Linked DNA regions of Mus musculus: regions 1, 2, 3, 5 and 6 are each linked to region 4. The links are chromatin contacts, called in public HiChIP or PLAC-seq, Micro-C and promoter capture Hi-C maps. All regions are on one chromosome and are shown on one strand. Each heading gives the region's core, a stretch centred on a gene start, on an enhancer-like site or on the middle of the called end of the contact. The rest is flanking DNA. Distances are from core to core; before and after follow the strand shown.

Region 1 (2,700 bases), core at 190-2,689, 380 kb before region 4:
GTAAGAAAAAGATTAAACCAAGAGGTTGTAGTTGCATAGCTCTAGGCTGTATGGAAATGAAGACAACTGAGAGTCAGAATTCTCCGAGGCTCTGAGCTCTTCACTGTGGAGCCACTGTGCCAAGAAACACATTAAACATTCAGTTTTGAATCAAGAGGAATACGTTTTTACCTTTTATTTGAGATAGAAGATTAGATTCTAATCTTTTTGGTTTTCATTCAGATGAGCACTACAGGTATATTTTTGCAAGTCTGTGAATACTTAATTTAAAAGCTATGGACAGCAACCTAAGGGCTCTGACCATGCAAAATGTTTTATAAACAGTTCCATGTGTACTGTTCATCTGGAACCTCACTAGAGATGGATAATGACCTTGTATTTTGTACTCATTTATTCAGAATTAGCCAAACCTTCTGTTTTTAATTACATACTTAATTTACCTAGCATGGTCTAATTACAGAAAACAAAACATCATTTAAACAAAAAGGTGGCCTTGAACTTAATCTATCAAAACACCAGTTAGTTTAAAAAGTTTTCAGCTCTTAACAAACTGCCAAGACATGCAATAGCAATTTTCCAAATGTGATCATACGCTTTTACAGCAAAAGGTTTACTGCATAATCAAACATCTGCATATACTCTAAAACTTCAACATGTTGCTTCACTGTTAATACACATTTCCTTAAACTGTGATAGACTTTAAAAATCTTAAAGCTAAAGTTCATACTACAGAATAATTTTTAAATATCCAAGGTCAGTTTGGCTTTGAAATGTCAAATTATCATAACCATGGCTACTTATTGACAAAATGATCTAGAACTCTATGCAAACTCCTATGTGGGATTTTTCCTTAGCATCCTTCTCTGCGGTATTGTAGCATAGCACGTGTCTCTCAAAGACAGCTTACAATGCTGAATTGTTAGTATTGGTTGAAGAATCTGTCCTTGACTGCAGATGTCATAAAAGCACAGTTTGTGCCTTTTGTCTATAATCCCAATGTGCAGCATACACCTCAATGCACACATGCTGAATTATGATGCGGTAAGAAACTATCTCCCCAAGTGGGTTACAGGATCTTATATATAGAAAATCCTAAGAAAGCAACCAATAGTATTCAAACAACAGATGAGTTTTAAGGGTTTCAGAGTTCAATATAGCAAACTATGTTTCTACACAGTGGCAATGAATAAAACTGAGAAAAACAATTCTATTTAATAAATTTAATAACAGTATCAAAATCAGTAAGGCATACAGTAATAAGCTTAACAAAGCAAGTATGAAATTTCTACTCTGAAAACTAAAAAGCATTACTGAAAACATATCAAAGAAAAACAAACTGCATAGGAGAGCAAAACAGGTCCATGGGTTGAGATCAGTCATGTGCCCATCCTGATCTACAGACCAACAACAGGAACTACTTCGTGGTTACATGTGCATGAGGTGTCTGAGAGGGAAACTCGGAGACGCTGAAAACAGAATGGCAGTTGCCAGGTGCTGGACTGAGGAAGGGAGAGTTGTTTAATGGGCAAACAGTTTCAGATTTGTAAGAAATAAACACAAACATATTCAATACAACTGAACTGAATGTGTGCAAATTGTTAAAATGATAATTTTTGTAACCAAAATTCTCAAAAATGATTTAAAGAAAATCCAGTAAAACAATATTTTTAAAGAACAAAACTAGAAGATATAATACTACTCAATTTAAAAACTTTCTACAGAGTTAGAATAACTAAGACAGTACAAGCCAGTGGAACAAACCAGACTGCCTGGAGAAAAATATAGGTGTGGTCAATTGATTTGAGAAGGTCCTAAGCTTACTCAAGGGAGAAGGACTAGTTTTTTCAATAAATGGTTCTGAGGCAACTGGCTCTAAACAACATGGAGAAGAATAAAATTTGATGCTGACTTCATATCATATACAAAGACAGATGCCCAAGTTTAAGCAACAGCACAAAGCATGAGTATAAACTTCTGTGACAATAGAATCTCGCCATTGGCACCAAAAGCACACAAAGAAAGATCAAACCATTAGAGTTTAAACCTAATTTTAAAATTCGAGTTTTGGTTTCCTTAAAACAAAACAAAACGAAACCCCACAGAGATAGTGTGGGAATATGCTTTCCTTTAAATCCCAGGTATGAGATATGGGCCCTCAGCTGTGCACAGCAGCACTCTATGGCTTCTTGGCGCTTTAGCAGGATTTTGCCGGGGGCTGATAGTTTCTGTGACTGTGTGATGTTTGGAATTCTGGGGACTTTTTCAAAAGGTATGTAAATGCTAGGGTCTTGAGAGGTAGGGTAGATTCAACAATGGGGTTGGTTGGTTGTTGTTGTTAGAAGTTTGTTAAGTGTGCAATGAAGAAAGAAGAAGAAGAAATTAAATATACGGATGGAAAAGATTAAATATCTCCAAGAACTCAACACTCCAAATCAGCAGTACGTAGTTTAAAGATAAGTTGCCCCTTTCCTCTCCATCCTTTTCTCTCCCCTATCTAGTGTTAGGAAGTTGAAAGGGTAGAGAAGGGTGGAAAAAAGAAGAACCTGAAAAGTAGCCAAATACTGGCTACAGGATGAGGCTGGAGAGATGGCTTAGTAATTAAGAGCACTCATTGCTCTTCCAGATGCCGAGTTCAGTTCAATGCCCCATGTGCTGTGCCTCACCACTGCCTGTAACGGCAGATCTAGGGCACCTGACACC
Region 2 (2,700 bases), core at 131-2,630, 370 kb after region 4:
TTAATATTTAATTGTAGCTACGGACTTAATGTTGTAATATTCATGTGGGTAGATTCTCTGCAGCCAACATTAAAGATGATGTGTATCCCACTTATTAACATAAAATGTGACGTAGGTGTTTAGTTATTCAATAATAGGGTCTTAATTGTGTATGTATTGTACTCTTATCTTCTAACAAGTCTGTGTGAATGGAAAATGGCCTGAGAGCTTTAAAAGTGATACTGTTAATTTATAACTGTTCTAAATCAACAAAGGAGTACACATGGCTCTTGCTGCATATATAGCAGAGAATGGCCTTGTCATGCACTAATGGGAGGAGAGGTCCTTGGAACTCTGCAGACTTGATAGAATCCCCAGTGTAGGGGAATCGAGGGCGGGGAGGGATGATGTGATAGGATATTTCCAGGAAGGAGGGAAACCCGGAAAGGAGATAACATTTGAAATGTAAATAAGGAAAATATCCAATTTTTAAAAAAAGATAGGAAAGGAATTGTCTTTATTAAAATGTATTGCAATTTGGACTGCCTAGAATACTTTCAGTCCAGTTAATTAGGTTGTAATTTGTGTTTACAAATGCCTCCACTATATTTTTTTTTCTCAATATAGAATCTAGTTAGCCAGTTAACTTGCAACAATAAATTATTTTCAAGACTCCATATTTACAGACTCTGTCATAATCTTAAACGCTTACATCAGAGAAAGGGAAGGGGGAGTGATGTTGCTGATACCTAGCTGAGTCCTCCTGGATCAGACTCTGTCCACTTGGGAGTCTAATATTTTCTCCAGTCGTCTCAGCTGTTTTCCTGCAGCTGAAGACAATCTTGCTCTGAAGGACTCATCCAAGTACCCAGTCTGACAGTCAGCCATTTTATCTCCTGCCATATTTACTTTCCAAATTACTGTCTTTCTTTCGTAGAGACTTTGTGATAAATGTGTAGACATTTAATTTATTCAAGATATGAAAGTTATACTTGGTTTTACGTTCCTATTTTCTGGATTGTTTAGCACTTTATAGCTCTCAGTTGAGCTATAAGTGAATAAATTTTGCTACTTTACATTGAATTCCCACGATTGCCTATTCAGCAGTGAACACTAAATGGTTCAACATGAGCTGCTCCTTGTGTAAACATACAAAAGGCCCGTCCCAGACTAAATCAATTTAAAAAGGAAAACATTAAAGCCATGTTTCCTGTTATACACTTAAAGTCATCTTTGGTTCCTTATGATTACATTATTGACCAACTATTGCAAACTTGAGTTTATCCTCCCACACCACCTGCTGAGTAGTTTAAATGGTGTGGGAGGAGAGTTTGGAAGGCCAAAGCCATTACAATTATATAACTCCTACGTGGTAGTTGATAAAGCAGCTTTTTGTGTGAAGAATAAGGAAGTTATGAGAACTGTGCTTCTTCGTCTTTCCTGCTTCGATTGCTTGGTTTCAAAGGCAGCAATAGGGATGGAGCAAAGTTCATAGGTCATTTTCGAAGCATATGAAGTTGAGACAGGAAGATTTGATTTCTTTCTCGATAGCAAACGTGTAGGGAAAGGAAGCAATACTATAAGGCTTTTTACTGTAACATATTTACATTATAGTTTTAGAACAGATTAGAACTCATATGAGGAAAATTAATGTTATGTTTAGGGAGGAGATGAGAGGATATCCTTTATCTAAAGCTATGCTGAACAAAATAAGAAATACTTTCTCCTACATGTGCAGCCACGGCCAAGAAGCAGGACTGGGTGGGTAGGGGAGCAGGGCGGGGGGCGGGGCAATAGGGGGCTTTTGGGATAGCATTTGAAATGTAAATGAAGAAAATATCTAATAAAAATTGAAAAAAAGATATTGAATCATCTCTACTCTTGAATACATATTTTGCTCAGCCTTAGTGTTTTATGAACAATTTTTAATAAAAATTGCCTGTTGAATTTAAGAAAGAAAGAAAGAAAGAAAGAAAGAGAGAGAGAGAGAGAGAGAGAGAAAGAAAGAAAGAAAGAAAGAAAGAAAGAAAGAAAGAAAGAAAGGAAGAAAGGAAGAAAGAAAGAGACTTTCTCAGGAGTGAAATAGCCAGGATAGAGTTTTGTTTTGTTTTGTTTTGTTTTGGTACAGAAGTTGGAGGCTCCTGACTCTGCAAACTGGCTTAGCTTGCATGGCTGTCTGTTACTCTGCTCAGCATCATAGTTATGTTGCCCTTTTTATGGCAAATATCTTACTTTTTTTATCCTTTTTTTCCCCTTTTGCTAGACGTTCATCTGTTGTTTGGCCTTGTTGGTCATCTCCTATCATTTTGCTCATTCCTGCTCTTGTGCCCTACTCTCCAGAGCTTTTCCTGCTTTATTATCTGCAGTCTTGGTTTCTGGCCATGGCTTCCTCCCAAACACTAGTAAGTTAAACAGTATGCTTTCCTGAAGTGCCATCTCCACTCTATCACTCTATATAGTGCCTGTAGTGCATAAGATTGGAATTGTTCCTTTATTAAATTTTTGACTAAGAAGTAACTATTGTAGAAATGTCTTTTAAATTTCTTTCTTTCTATTGGGTATTTATTTCATTTACATTTCCAATGCTATCCCAAAAGTTCCCCACACCCTCCGCCACCCACCCACTCCCACTTCTTGGCCCAGGCATTCCCCTGTACTGGGGCATATAAAGTTTGCATGACCAATGGGCTTCTCTTTCCACTGATGTCTGACTAGGCCATC
Region 3 (2,700 bases), core at 176-2,675, 320 kb after region 4:
ATTCTGGAAATCCATTCCATCTTAAAGTAAGTGCACATTTCAAGTTCATTTCCACTTTAATGTTAAAAATCTGTGCTAAGTCTTTCATCTTATTTTAAGACTTTCTCCCTTTTGGAAATATTTTTGTCCTGGTTACTAGAAAGCTAGTCAAGTGATCCTAGGGAATGTATTTGTGGTATTAGAAATGTTGGTAAACTCTAAGGACAATGACAGATCATTAGCGGTATATTATAGAAATAGAATGCATTAGCACAGTTGGTGAAAATACAGCAGAACATGATTAGCCCTGTGATAACTTTGTTTTCCTAAGATAGTTCAAAGCAAGTGTTCACTGCTATTCTCCCTCTATCCTTCCCTACCTCTCCCCTTCCTCCTCCCTCCCTCCTCTGTGTATGTGTGTATGTTTGTGTGTGTGTGTGTGTGTGTGTGTCTGTCTGTCTGTCTGTCTGTCTGTCTCTTACTTTGATGTAGGGCCTCACGATTGTAGCCCTGGTTCTCCAGGAACTTGCTGTGTTGACCAGCTTGGTTTCATACGATCTGAAGAGAAACCAGAGTATGACCAGCTTGGTTTCAAATTCACAAAGATCTGCTAGTCTCTGTGTGCTGAGTGTCAGATTTAAAGGAGTGCCCTGTCATGTCCTTCTACTGCTTTCATTCACACACACACACACACACACACACACACACACACACACACACACACACACAATATTACTACAAGGAATTGTAGATACAGAATTCAACAATTTTAAGATAGTTTTATTTTAAAACTGACCATTACCAATGATACAGTTGAGCATAATATGTCAATCATCCCAAAGTTGCAATTATTCTTTTTCTACCTCTTGGCACAAGCAAACACTGACCTGCTTTTTTCCCCCGTAACATTGTCTGCTCTGGATATTTTAATAAACTAGAATCATACAGTATACAGTCTTTTACTTCTGACATTACTCACCCAGTATAACAGATTTTTGAGATCCTCACATCACGTGGTATATATTAGCATATTCTTTGTATTTGCATTGACAAGGAAAGTCCAATTGTGCATTTATGTTGTTATGCCCAAGTTGCAGGTATCTGAAGACTACCAAGGAGTCAGTTCAATTGTAGAACTCATAAAGGTCTTTAATGAGCTTGTGAGCAAGCTCTCTCAGACTCTCACCATAGCACCTGGTCAGAGTGAGAGCCCAAGTCTATTGTGGTAACAGCAGACTTAGGGGTTTTTCATTATGGGTCAACAAGTTAATATTTTTAAAACTGCATTTCTGGTGTAATCTACACAAACCGAACAGGACTACAAAACCTCCTGATGAGCAGCATGGCTAAGTTATCTATTCTCTTCGGGAAGTCTTCAGTTATCTCTATGTACTGTGATCCCACCATTGTATCCTGACTGGCTGTTGCTAAGGGGAGTGGATTGCCATAGGATGTTTGCTTTTGTGGACTTTGTGATTTTCTTCAGGGAATTGGAGTTTAGCTGCTGGTCTTATGCAAATTGGGTTTGTTAAAAACACAGAGTTGATTGGGCTTGACAATGTCACATCTCCTTTCTGTTTGCCAGTTGGTATTGGTTGCAGTGGTAACAGTTCTTGCCTTTGCTGTGCTTTTATGACCATGGAGGTGTGCATATACTCTTGTGAAAGAATACCATACACATGTATTTCTTTCCCTTGTAGATGGCATTAATACTATTTTATTTTTGAGTTCCTTAGTATATTTGCTAGAACTCTTCAAGTGTCCTATAGAGAGTGGACATACTTACTTTTTTTTCTAATCCTTGGAGAATGTGTACAGTTACTCAATATAGAGTATGATGATAGCTATAACTTAAATGTTCGTTTTGGGGGTAGATACCAGTGATCCTCAAGGTTCAGTTTAACTCACTCTTTGCATGTTTGGGCCTTGTTTGTTTGTAGACTGAAAGTACAAGGCAGGGCCTGAGCACTCACAGGGAAGGAACAAAGGCCAGAGTTCCCAGCAGGCTAAAGACATCCTACTAGGTAGTCTCTCATGTTTCCTCGCATGCATGTTGGGAATTTTTTCTAAGAGTGCCAGTGTCAACTGTGACGTTTTTAACAAATTTAAATGTGATCTTGTTCCATAATCATCACTTAGTATTTGTTAGAATAAAGTTTGGAAACACATACAAATATACCTATTTATTTAAAGTGAGAATCTGAAATCATTCCAAGTACAGGAGATGATGGTGGCAGAGGTTTAATTTTGTAAACAGCATAGAATTTGATACAGGTTTAAAAATTAGTTTAAAATCAGTTACAGATGATTTAAAGTACTCATTTTTTTCCTTAGTAGGAAAATATTATATCTGGAACAGGCAAGGTGTGCAGGGCGGACCATGTCCTACTATGAAATTATTGTTTCTAGCCAAGTTACCAACTACCCTCTACCTGTATTTATTATATTACCTAAACTCCCAATTTCAGAGTTTCCTGGTTTAGATATTTTGAATGTTCACATTTATCATATATGTATATGGTATTTGATGGAACATTAATATCCACTATGTATGAATATCCACTATTTTTCACTATATATCCACTATTTATTATATATATATATATATATATATATATAGTAGATAGTAAATGTTCCATATATATATATATATATGGAACATTTACTATCTACTATAGTGGCAAAGAGGGTGTTAGGACTTCTATTTCTGTTTTTATTTCT
Region 4 (2,700 bases), core at 133-2,632:
GGTGAAGATGGCCTGCTAGTCCTGAATTACGTTTTACCAAAGAAACGAAAATTAATATTCACCTTGACAAAAATAAAACAAAAGGCTTTTACCTTAATGGGATCGTTTCCGTAGTGTCTGCCTGCCTTCCTGCTTGGTCTTTGACGATTCGGCTCGGCTCGTAGCTTTCTGCTTACACCTATCCATCTCCTCACATAGTTGAGGTTATTGTAATTGTCCTTTGAGGGGGCGACCGAAAAGCATCTTTTGGTGAAACACGTTTGAATTGTACAGTTCCTTTAAAAGATCTATGGTTCTGCAAGCACCAGCTAAAGTGTCCTCAAGTGGTTTGGGACGAGGGACAGTTTGCTTAGTTCTGTTCCGGCGGCGCGTTGCGTCTGAAAAGAAGTTGCTTCAAGTGGATCTTATCGTTCCCTGACATCCTTTTCCAGAGGGACTGTAATACCCTCTCATTTACACGCTCACAAAACTAAACCTTTAGGAGAACTAAGAAACCTAACAGTACATGTCAAATTCAATCAATTTTCCTGGCGGCTGAACAATGAACTCAATTTTTGCTGAGAATGAAGATAATGCACGTTTTGAGGCACTGGAATAGTTTTTTCCTAAAATTTAAAAAAGATTGTTCTTCACCCATTCCAGATGGGCAGGTTATTGTTTGCCAATGGATTGCAGATGCCCACTCCTTTGCCTAAGTTGGTTAACTGCTTATGAAATGTACATTAGCTGATTAAAGCTTAGATATTGAAAGAAATTTCTCCCGGAACATCCAGATGTCTCTGCACTAATTATGAAATTAGTCAATTGTCACCTTCATAAACAAACTTCGTTTTGAAAACAGGGAGGAAACCAGACTACACACATAGTCACAATTGACCAAAAGTATGGGCAGAACTGTTTTACATAGGAGGAAGGGCGGTATATGCTGGAAAACAAAATCTAAAACTGATAGCTTTGGCCCTTTGAAGCAGATGATCATATTAAAAGTGTTAAGATGTGTAAAATGACGCGACAGCTAACCGAGTAAAAGTACGAAATGCCCTTTGGACTTCTCTGCGGGCTTGGGGGAGCAAAGATCCAGTAGTCGGACTTCTATCGGTGTGAGGAAAGTGTCATCCAAAAAGAGGGGATGGGCGTTGTCTTTGTGTGAGGTTTGAATTGAGTCACCTTGGGCTCTGTGTCTGGGTTAACTGGGAAAACCTCAAGCAAACCTGCGCCTTTAAGACTCAGTTGCTATCCAAACACAAGTAAACAGAGTGGACCATTAGCGGGCGCCGGGCTTGGAGGCGGAGCCTGGGCGCTGCAGCCTTGCTCCTCTGCAGGACGCCCGCCGCGAGGGGAGGCGGGGCCGCTACTAAAGCCTTGGACTCCGGGCCAGGGGCAGCCTGGGGCGGGACGCGGGCTGGGACGGAGCTCAGCGCGCTCGCAGCCGGAGGGTGATGGCCCTGCAGGGCTGCGGGCTCCGACTTTACCCGCAGTCCGCGGTCAGAAACTGGCCCAGGCACCGGGATCTGGGCGAGCTCTGAGCACTCATCCCAACACGCTCGCTCTTTACACATCCCGCTTCCACGGACTGCCGAAGACCAATTACCGCTGTCGCTTTCGCTCCCCCAGATCATGTTCTCGGTTCCCGGGACAACGCGCCGAAAAAGAAGTTCTCCCAGTTTGGACCTCATGACCTTTCCAAGCTGTGCGTCCTGCTGTCCGGACCTAGTCTGAACCGCGCTGCCCAGGCAGACATCGGTTCTGGCGGTGAGTGTCCTTTCCAGGGCCAGGCTGTAGCCTTCCAAAGGAAGGGAGGGATGTGGGTGCTCAAGGGGCGCCCAGGTTCTCAGTCTGGAGCGCTACAAGTTCAGAAAATGAAAGGCAGCCGTGCGGACCCTAGTCCCGGGCCTCGTGTTCTGGCCTCCTCCGGTCCCTGCACGCGACTCCCAGCTAATACACTCAGTTGTACTTTTGTGCGCTGTCCCTTAGTTTGGTTTTGGTAGATTTACGCATTCGGCAAGATTTATAAAGGCCGATCATCGTACTTTGTGGCCAGATCCCATCACCCCGTGATATTGCTCCCCTGCTCTAGAAAGCGGGATCCACGCTTCCTCCTACTGCAGCTCCGGCACTCAGCACGGAAGGGCCGGGACACACGGTGCAATCAAGCCAGCGACTCCGAAGGCGCATTTCACAGGGGAATAGTCCAGTCATGGGTGATTATTTTTTCCAACCGTGTACTGGCCTCTTGCTTTTCCTCCTGCTCCGGTCTTCGCCCAGAGGCCAACAGGCAAGCTTCTCAGGAGCTGAGACGCTTGGGTTGTCGAGAAATAGCTCGGAATGGAGTCGCGGTTGTAGGAAGGAGGCAGGACAAGGTGTTTGTGGAGGCAGCAACGCTGGATCGGTCTCCCCACCTGTGAGCAGAGAACAAAAGAGTTCTGACTGCTTTCGAAGCGAAACTGGGTGCAGACAGCAACTTTCTCTGCTCCACAAATTCCAGTCTTGAACAGAACAAGAAAATGAAATGGAGAGGGAGGGAGCGGAGACAAACCCAGTTTATGCGGAGGGCGCCTTAATTTAATTAACTCTTCGGGAAGGCAGAGGCACGGGGAAGGGGCAGAAACTTCGTGCCCCCCCCCCACTTGACCAAATTCTCCTCCCCCACCATGATCGTAGATCTCTTTCTACTATAGCTCTCTGGCTTTTACACAGTTC
Region 5 (2,700 bases), core at 56-2,555, 270 kb before region 4:
ATACTTTTGTTATATAAGTACCTTGCAAAAGGCTGGATGCATTTCATTTATTGTTATATCTCAATGTCTAAAACACTGTGAGGAAAAAGCACTTACAAATGAGACAGGGCTGGGAGGGTAACTCAGCAGTAGTAAGCTGTTTGCCTCACAAGCCCAATGCTCTGAGTTTGATACCCAGCACTAAAAGACAAATGAATAAATAATGAATAAATCACTATACCTACATCTTAGCCTTTCTCAGGGGGGACTTAAAATATATAAAATCTTACAAAGAGATGGAACTGGATAGCTAAATAAAATGAATATTATATGTATATACACATATACATTCATAAACACACACGTTAGCTGGCTTTCTTAGGAAGATAGAAGACTTGGCAGGAAATGATTTAACTTCAGAAAGAATAAAATTTATATGAGTCATTGACAAACAAGTCAATCCACCTTGAAAGACTAGTAAGTACCAACAACTATGTGAAAAATGTTATAATAAAACCACATAATTAGGCCCAGAGAACAGGACTATCTTGCCAGTATTTGTTGTCATTGGCAAACATCCATATTAACTCAGCTTCCCCAATTCAAAATACAAATGGAATAGTGAATTGCCAACTCACTGGAGAGAAAGACTGTATTACAATCTGGGTTCATATTAAAGTTACCTCATTCTTTTCAACTTAGATCTGACCTACAGGAAAATTTTTAACAGATTCTACTGGACAAGTGCCATAGTAAAGTTTAAAATTAGCATTTCAGATGCTAACCTAAAGGATTTCCATTTTATTTCTCAAAACCAAACTAGGCTAAAAATAAAATATGATGAATTATGAGTATAAAGTGAATAAAAGAAACATTTTGTCAGGGAAAAAGAAAAGTGCAACACTGGTCCCTTCTCTCGTTTCTTTTGATTTCATTCATGCGTGGCCTGAGTCAGGGCTGAACACATGGCAGCTGTAAACTGATGAAGCTGATACTGCCCCTCTTCCCTTCAGTTCCATTATGGAAACCTACACACACGAACATGCACAACAGGGCTTCATGTAGCCCAGGCTTCAAACTTTCTATGTATCTAAAATAGCCTTGAACTCTGGTCCTCCTGCCTCTACCTCCTGGGTGCTAGGGTTCCAGGTGTACAGTACCACATTCATTGACTTACCCCATCATTGTAAGAACTCTTTCCCTGAAGACATGTGAATAATTGAGTCCCTGTCCCTTATAGGTCATCCACCATAACTTAAGTAGGATGCACCAAAGTCCAAGTTGGGAAGCCAATAAGTTTATTGGGCATGAGTCAGGGTGGGTTATACATAGAAGCCTGACTATGAAAAATACTCACTGCATGATGTATATCCACTTCTCCACATCTGACAGACAGAGACCTGCCCTTGTAAACCTCCCAATACCATGAGGCCACATGCAATTGGAGCAGTACGACATATGGTGGCTGGGAGGTACAGAAGAGTGTAGACAGACTCTCAGGTGAGAGTCTGATGGCCCACTCTTCTTCCTCTTCCTCCTCCTCCTCCTCTCAGGGGTCTCTTATAAGAAGTCACAGCTAGCTGCTCTGATGAACACTCTGGCCGCTGTGCTCAGAAGGTGGTACTCCACAATGAACAGAGACATGTCTCCCTTCTGAGTTACTACATGTGCAAAGAAAATCGAAATACTCCCATTTTATACAAGAGCGTTAACTTCATTAATACCTGCATGTCACAAAACATTGCATTTCCTTTACAAAAAAAAATGCACTAGCTGCTGTACATCTGTGTCAATAAACTCATAATTAGAAAAGTCACCCAAATATAATGAAATGTCTGAGCTTGGGGTTTACTGGGTGGTGGGAAAGCTCAGGATGTTCTCAATGGAGACTGTTTAGAGGAGAGATGGAAGAAACTGTAAGTAACAACGTAACACTGAGCAGAAAGGGGGCAAAGATAAATACCTAGAAGCACATACAAATAAAGTGTGGCTAAAACGAAAGGCACGGAAACAGAAAGATACTCAGAGCCAAAGGCCTTCTATAACACTCTTAAGAATCTGACTACTAACTAGCCTCACACTTGTAAAACTGCTTCCTGATGGAGAGGTTTTGAAGGGAACAGGATGATCTGTGTGACTTAGGATGATAAATCTAGCAGTGTTGTGAAATTGACTCTGGAGAAGACAAAATGGAGGACTACTATTTAGAGTGATGTAGAAATGCAGAGGGAAAAATACTAAGTCCGAAAAATGGGAATAAAGAACTCCTAGAAGAGTAATGCATTTAGTAAGTACTGAGTAATGGAAGTCTGAATTATCTCTAGCTATGGGGACTGGGCAGGAAGAAAATGTCAATAGAACTTGACTAATAAAACTGGAAGATTAGACAAAAGCTATTTTCCAGACTCTTGAATTTGGCAACTGGTAGTATGAAAAACAATGGAAGATACTGAATTAAAGCTTGAAACAAATGTGTGAATATTAGATTTTAAGTGTCTCAACAATATAGAAAATAATTATCTAGACAGGAACTAAAAATGAGTACAGGACTCAAGATCGACAGCCATGGGGGTGGGGGAAATCAAGAAATGAGACATCAAAGAAGTCAAAAGAGGCAAGGGTGGCAAACAGATCTTCTATGGACAGTTGCAGGACAGCAGTGGGGAAAAAAGAGCCAAAGTCTACTCAAGGAGAAGTAAGAGGAGCTGCAGCCATAGGCAC
Region 6 (2,700 bases), core at 119-2,618, 310 kb before region 4:
TTAGATGGAGAGAAGCTTGAAGGAATCCCACTAAAATCAGGGACAAGACAAAGCTGCCCACGCTATCTATTCAATATAGTACTTGAAGTTCTAGACAGAGCACTTAGACAACAAAAGGAGATGAAGGGGATACAAACTGGAAAGGAAGAAGTAAAGGTATCACTATTCATGGACAATGTGATACCATACATAATCAATCACCAAAATTATACCAGAGAACTCCTATACCTGAAAACAACTTCAACAAAGTGGTTCTATATATAATTAACTCAAAGAATTCAGTAGCCGTCCATTATACAAATGACAAAGATGCCAAGAAAGAAATTAGGGAAACAATACCCTCCATAATAGCCACAAATAAAACAAAATATCAAGCAAGTGAAAGATCTGTATGACAAGAACTTCAAGTCCTTGAAGAAAGAAATAGAAGAAGACCCCAGAAGATGGAAAGATCTTCCATGCTCATGGCTAAGGAGGATTAATTGTGCCCTTCCCCCAGCCTTGAGTAGGTTAAACAAACCCCTGATGGTTTTACAACCTGGCTGGAGTCAGAGTTGGCCTCACTGTATTAGCATTTCCCTACCTGAGCTTTGAGGAAATGCTAATGCAAGTGAGGCCGACCCTGACTTCCCACACAGGCTAGCCTTTATGTTCTAACAAGGTCTTTAACAGTCTTAATCAGCTGTAAAGCTTATGGCTACAATGATCTACCAGGCAAAACAGTGCCCTATAAGTGAAAACAGTTGTGTGACTCTACAGGAATCACCAAGCAGTCTGTGGGAGAGAGCTCATACCTGGTCCTTACTAAGCAGGTCAAAGGCCCTCAGGATTAATCTATTATTTGTGTTTTGATAAACCGTCATGCCTTCAAAGTGCCTTCTAAATATTCATGTTTATACCTATAGACTAGTTCTTTAGCCAGCCTTTATCAAAGAAGACTTACTAACACAGAAACCCAAAAATAACCCAAGTGATATGAAGTGTTCAGCAGCAACCAGGAAAGCTACAGCACACCCTCTGAAGCTCAGGGAGGATCACAGAAGAGGCGGCGACAATAATGTAATAGGTAAAGCTGGGAACTAGACAACAAAAGGATGCATACTGGACCTGACAGCACCACTGCACACAGAAACTCCCTGCAGTCACGGTTATCTGTAAAGACCTGCACAAAACTGAGCAGTTACCATTCCCTCATTGGTGAGGACAGAGACCATGAGAGCATCATCTTCCAGAAGTAATTAGTGTTACTGAGGGAGGATGTAGCTACAGATACCATTCATATGACCCAGACTCAGAGAAGTAAGAGTAAATAAACTCAGCAGACCACACACAAAAAGGCATGACAGTAGGCGGGTCTCCTTACGAAGGGAGGCAGTGGGAGAAGGAGATAAGGAAGCTGACTGGGCTGTGACAATGACTACAAGTTATGACATAAATGTGGGAGACGTTGATAAAAACTTGTTGAATCCTTCTCATCACGCACAATTCCTCACAACCCATACCTTTCTGGAATAAAAAAATTAAAAGTACACATTTATAGGTATATACAGCTTATATTTTTGATGACATATTTTGAGCTGGCTTTCAAATATTTTATTTCCCAAAGCCACACTGAAAATTGATAGACTACAACTATAGCAAGCTGAGCTATATAGAAAAAATATTTTTGTTATTTCTGTAACTCATAAATTTTCTGAAAACTGCATTCACTCAGAATAAAAAAATAAGAGCTACATTTGGCATAAGTATGAATATAAAATATATTCTTAAAGCTACTCAATACAATACATTTCAAAGTTCTAGAAATTTAAAAGTAGCAAACTTTTACTTCAATATTTATCTTTATAAAAAGTTTCAATGATCAAATGTTAACGTTGTACTATGTCCTATCAGCCCAATGATCAGAGAAGGTTGAACAAGCATTTGGGCTAGAAATCATAAAGGTGGCTAGCAAGAACAGGTGCTCTGAGCTAAAAGTTAATATAAGAGCTGGCCACACTAATCAGCCCCAGGATAAAAAAGCCTTTCCTCTTTGAAATAATAAAAAGATGTGTCATGAAGAAAGTTATCACTGAGAACAGATGGGACACAAAACATCTATCCAAACTTCCCACCATATCCTAAAGCCAGTCCCTGGTACCTTGCCAATCCTTGGTTTCAGCCAAATGAATCCCCCAAAGAGTAACAAATCCAAAAGAAGAATCCACAACTGTCATGAGCCAAAGGAACAAGGTAAGCTTGACTCACACACATAAGAGTTGCAAAACAACAACCTTGTCTCCACAAATACAGATGTTAAGTTAATCACATTACCAATTAGCATTGGCATTATCCTATAGCTGTTTTATGGGAGAACAAACTTGGGGATAAGCTAAGATATTACTACTTCGAAACACAGAACATGTTATTTTGTAAGAGATCTGCCACTTACTCAAAGGCATTATCACGTCTCTACTGTTATCACTAAAATCTTGGTAAAAATTGCCTTACTTGCTTTCTAGAATGTTTGTTTGTTTAACTGATTTTCTAATGCTACAGAAGGTTTACCCTCTTTTCCTGGATAACTTTAATTTATAATCTGGCAGAATAAAGAAAAATGTTACTGACTCATGGGTACTCAAAACATTTTTGTCTGTTGTGTTTTTAATTTATTGTTCTCTCATACATTACATCCCTACCACAGTTTTCCCTCTTTGACGC

What was found. Promoter capture Hi-C pulls out the DNA fragments that hold promoters and counts their contacts. HiChIP or PLAC-seq counts read pairs in DNA pulled down with a chosen protein or histone mark. A called contact is a pair of places that touch in the nucleus more often than the background predicts.
Region 1: a promoter capture Hi-C map of pre-B cells shows a contact between it and region 4, with 3 times the contacts expected there. The contact joins the enhancer-like site here to the promoter of Osr2 in region 4. A contact is called at or near these places in 8 of 39 promoter capture datasets (the 3T3-L1 cell line, the C10 cell line, HPC-7-derived erythroid cells and 4 more), 1 of 15 datasets of contacts at CTCF or cohesin (large pre-B cells), 3 of 484 Hi-C or Micro-C datasets (embryonic fibroblasts, embryonic stem cells and nephron progenitors), 7 of 115 datasets of contacts at active chromatin or transcription factors (craniofacial prominence, embryonic stem cells, large pre-B cells and 1 more) and 1 of 9 other capture datasets (embryonic stem cells).
Region 2: a FOXA1 HiChIP or PLAC-seq map of pancreatic cancer cells shows a contact between it and region 4. The contact joins the enhancer-like site here to the promoter of Osr2 in region 4. A contact is called at or near these places in 8 of 39 promoter capture datasets (cranial neural crest, frontonasal cranial neural crest, hematopoietic stem and progenitor cells and 4 more), 2 of 484 Hi-C or Micro-C datasets (stem cell-derived neural stem cells and uterus) and 3 of 115 datasets of contacts at active chromatin or transcription factors (bone marrow-derived macrophages, pancreatic cancer cells and stem cell-derived neural progenitor cells).
Region 3: an H3K27ac HiChIP or PLAC-seq map of extraembryonic endoderm stem cells shows a contact between it and region 4, with 5 times the contacts expected there. The contact joins the enhancer-like site here to the promoter of Osr2 in region 4. A contact is called at or near these places in 7 of 39 promoter capture datasets (the 3T3-L1 cell line, the C10 cell line, hematopoietic stem and progenitor cells and 3 more) and 5 of 115 datasets of contacts at active chromatin or transcription factors (embryonic limb bud, embryonic stem cells, extraembryonic endoderm stem cells and 2 more).
Region 5: a contact with region 4 is called in a CTCF HiChIP or PLAC-seq map of the NIH/3T3 cell line, with 7 read pairs. The contact joins the enhancer-like site here to the promoter of Osr2 in region 4. A contact is called at or near these places in 7 of 39 promoter capture datasets (the 3T3-L1 cell line, 3T3-L1-derived adipocytes, the C10 cell line and 4 more), 1 of 15 datasets of contacts at CTCF or cohesin (the NIH/3T3 cell line), 2 of 115 datasets of contacts at active chromatin or transcription factors (craniofacial prominence and embryonic stem cells) and 1 of 9 other capture datasets (adipose tissue).
Region 6: a Micro-C map of the G1E-ER4 cell line shows a contact between it and region 4, with 4 times the contacts expected there. The contact joins the enhancer-like site here to the promoter of Osr2 in region 4. A contact is called at or near these places in 5 of 39 promoter capture datasets (the 3T3-L1 cell line, the C10 cell line and maxillary cranial neural crest), 1 of 15 datasets of contacts at CTCF or cohesin (large pre-B cells), 1 of 484 Hi-C or Micro-C datasets (the G1E-ER4 cell line) and 6 of 115 datasets of contacts at active chromatin or transcription factors (craniofacial prominence, embryonic basal ganglia, embryonic limb bud and 3 more).

The regions. Positions count from the first base shown.
Region 1 is chr15:34,914,517-34,917,216 of GRCm38.p6, forward strand. The region is part of intron 10 of Stk3 (serine/threonine kinase 3); the gene reads right to left. The region is part of intron 1 of Gm52204 (a long non-coding RNA gene); the gene reads left to right. Among named protein-coding and RNA genes, the nearest start is that of Gm52204, 5.6 kb to the left of the region's middle. Within about 2 kb of position 1,440, at least 16 of the 459 cell types and tissues checked have an H3K27ac peak or open chromatin away from gene starts, as enhancers often do. A contact at or near this core is called in pre-B cells and pro-B cells, where this site is marked.
Region 2 is chr15:35,662,896-35,665,595 of GRCm38.p6, forward strand. The region is part of intron 30 of Vps13b (vacuolar protein sorting 13B); the gene reads left to right. Among named protein-coding and RNA genes, the nearest start is that of Mir875, 3.2 kb to the left of the region's middle. Within about 2 kb of position 1,381, at least 13 of the 459 cell types and tissues checked have an H3K27ac peak or open chromatin away from gene starts, as enhancers often do. A contact at or near this core is called in pancreatic cancer cells, where this site is marked.
Region 3 is chr15:35,614,121-35,616,820 of GRCm38.p6, forward strand. The region is part of intron 23 of Vps13b (vacuolar protein sorting 13B); the gene reads left to right. Among named protein-coding and RNA genes, the nearest start is that of Mir599, 45 kb to the right of the region's middle. Within about 2 kb of position 1,426, at least 4 of the 459 cell types and tissues checked have an H3K27ac peak or open chromatin away from gene starts, as enhancers often do. A contact at or near this core is called in extraembryonic endoderm stem cells, where this site is marked.
Region 4 is chr15:35,294,716-35,297,415 of GRCm38.p6, forward strand. Osr2 (odd-skipped related 2) reads left to right here and starts at 1,383. Exons shown (of 4, transcript NM_001368665.1): 1 at 1,383-1,752. It overlaps Gm52178 (a long non-coding RNA gene), which reads right to left and starts at 1,319. Exons shown (of 3, transcript XR_003951500.1): 1 at 93-1,319.
Region 5 is chr15:35,020,451-35,023,150 of GRCm38.p6, forward strand. The region is part of intron 6 of Stk3 (serine/threonine kinase 3); the gene reads right to left. Among named protein-coding and RNA genes, the nearest start is that of Gm52204, 110 kb to the left of the region's middle. Within about 2 kb of position 1,306, at least 37 of the 459 cell types and tissues checked have an H3K27ac peak or open chromatin away from gene starts, as enhancers often do. A contact at or near this core is called in the NIH/3T3 cell line, where this site is marked.
Region 6 is chr15:34,982,048-34,984,747 of GRCm38.p6, forward strand. All of the region lies in intron 8 of Stk3 (serine/threonine kinase 3), which reads right to left. Among named protein-coding and RNA genes, the nearest start is that of Gm52204, 73 kb to the left of the region's middle. Within about 2 kb of position 1,369, at least 24 of the 459 cell types and tissues checked have an H3K27ac peak or open chromatin away from gene starts, as enhancers often do. A contact at or near this core is called in the G1E-ER4 cell line, where this site is marked.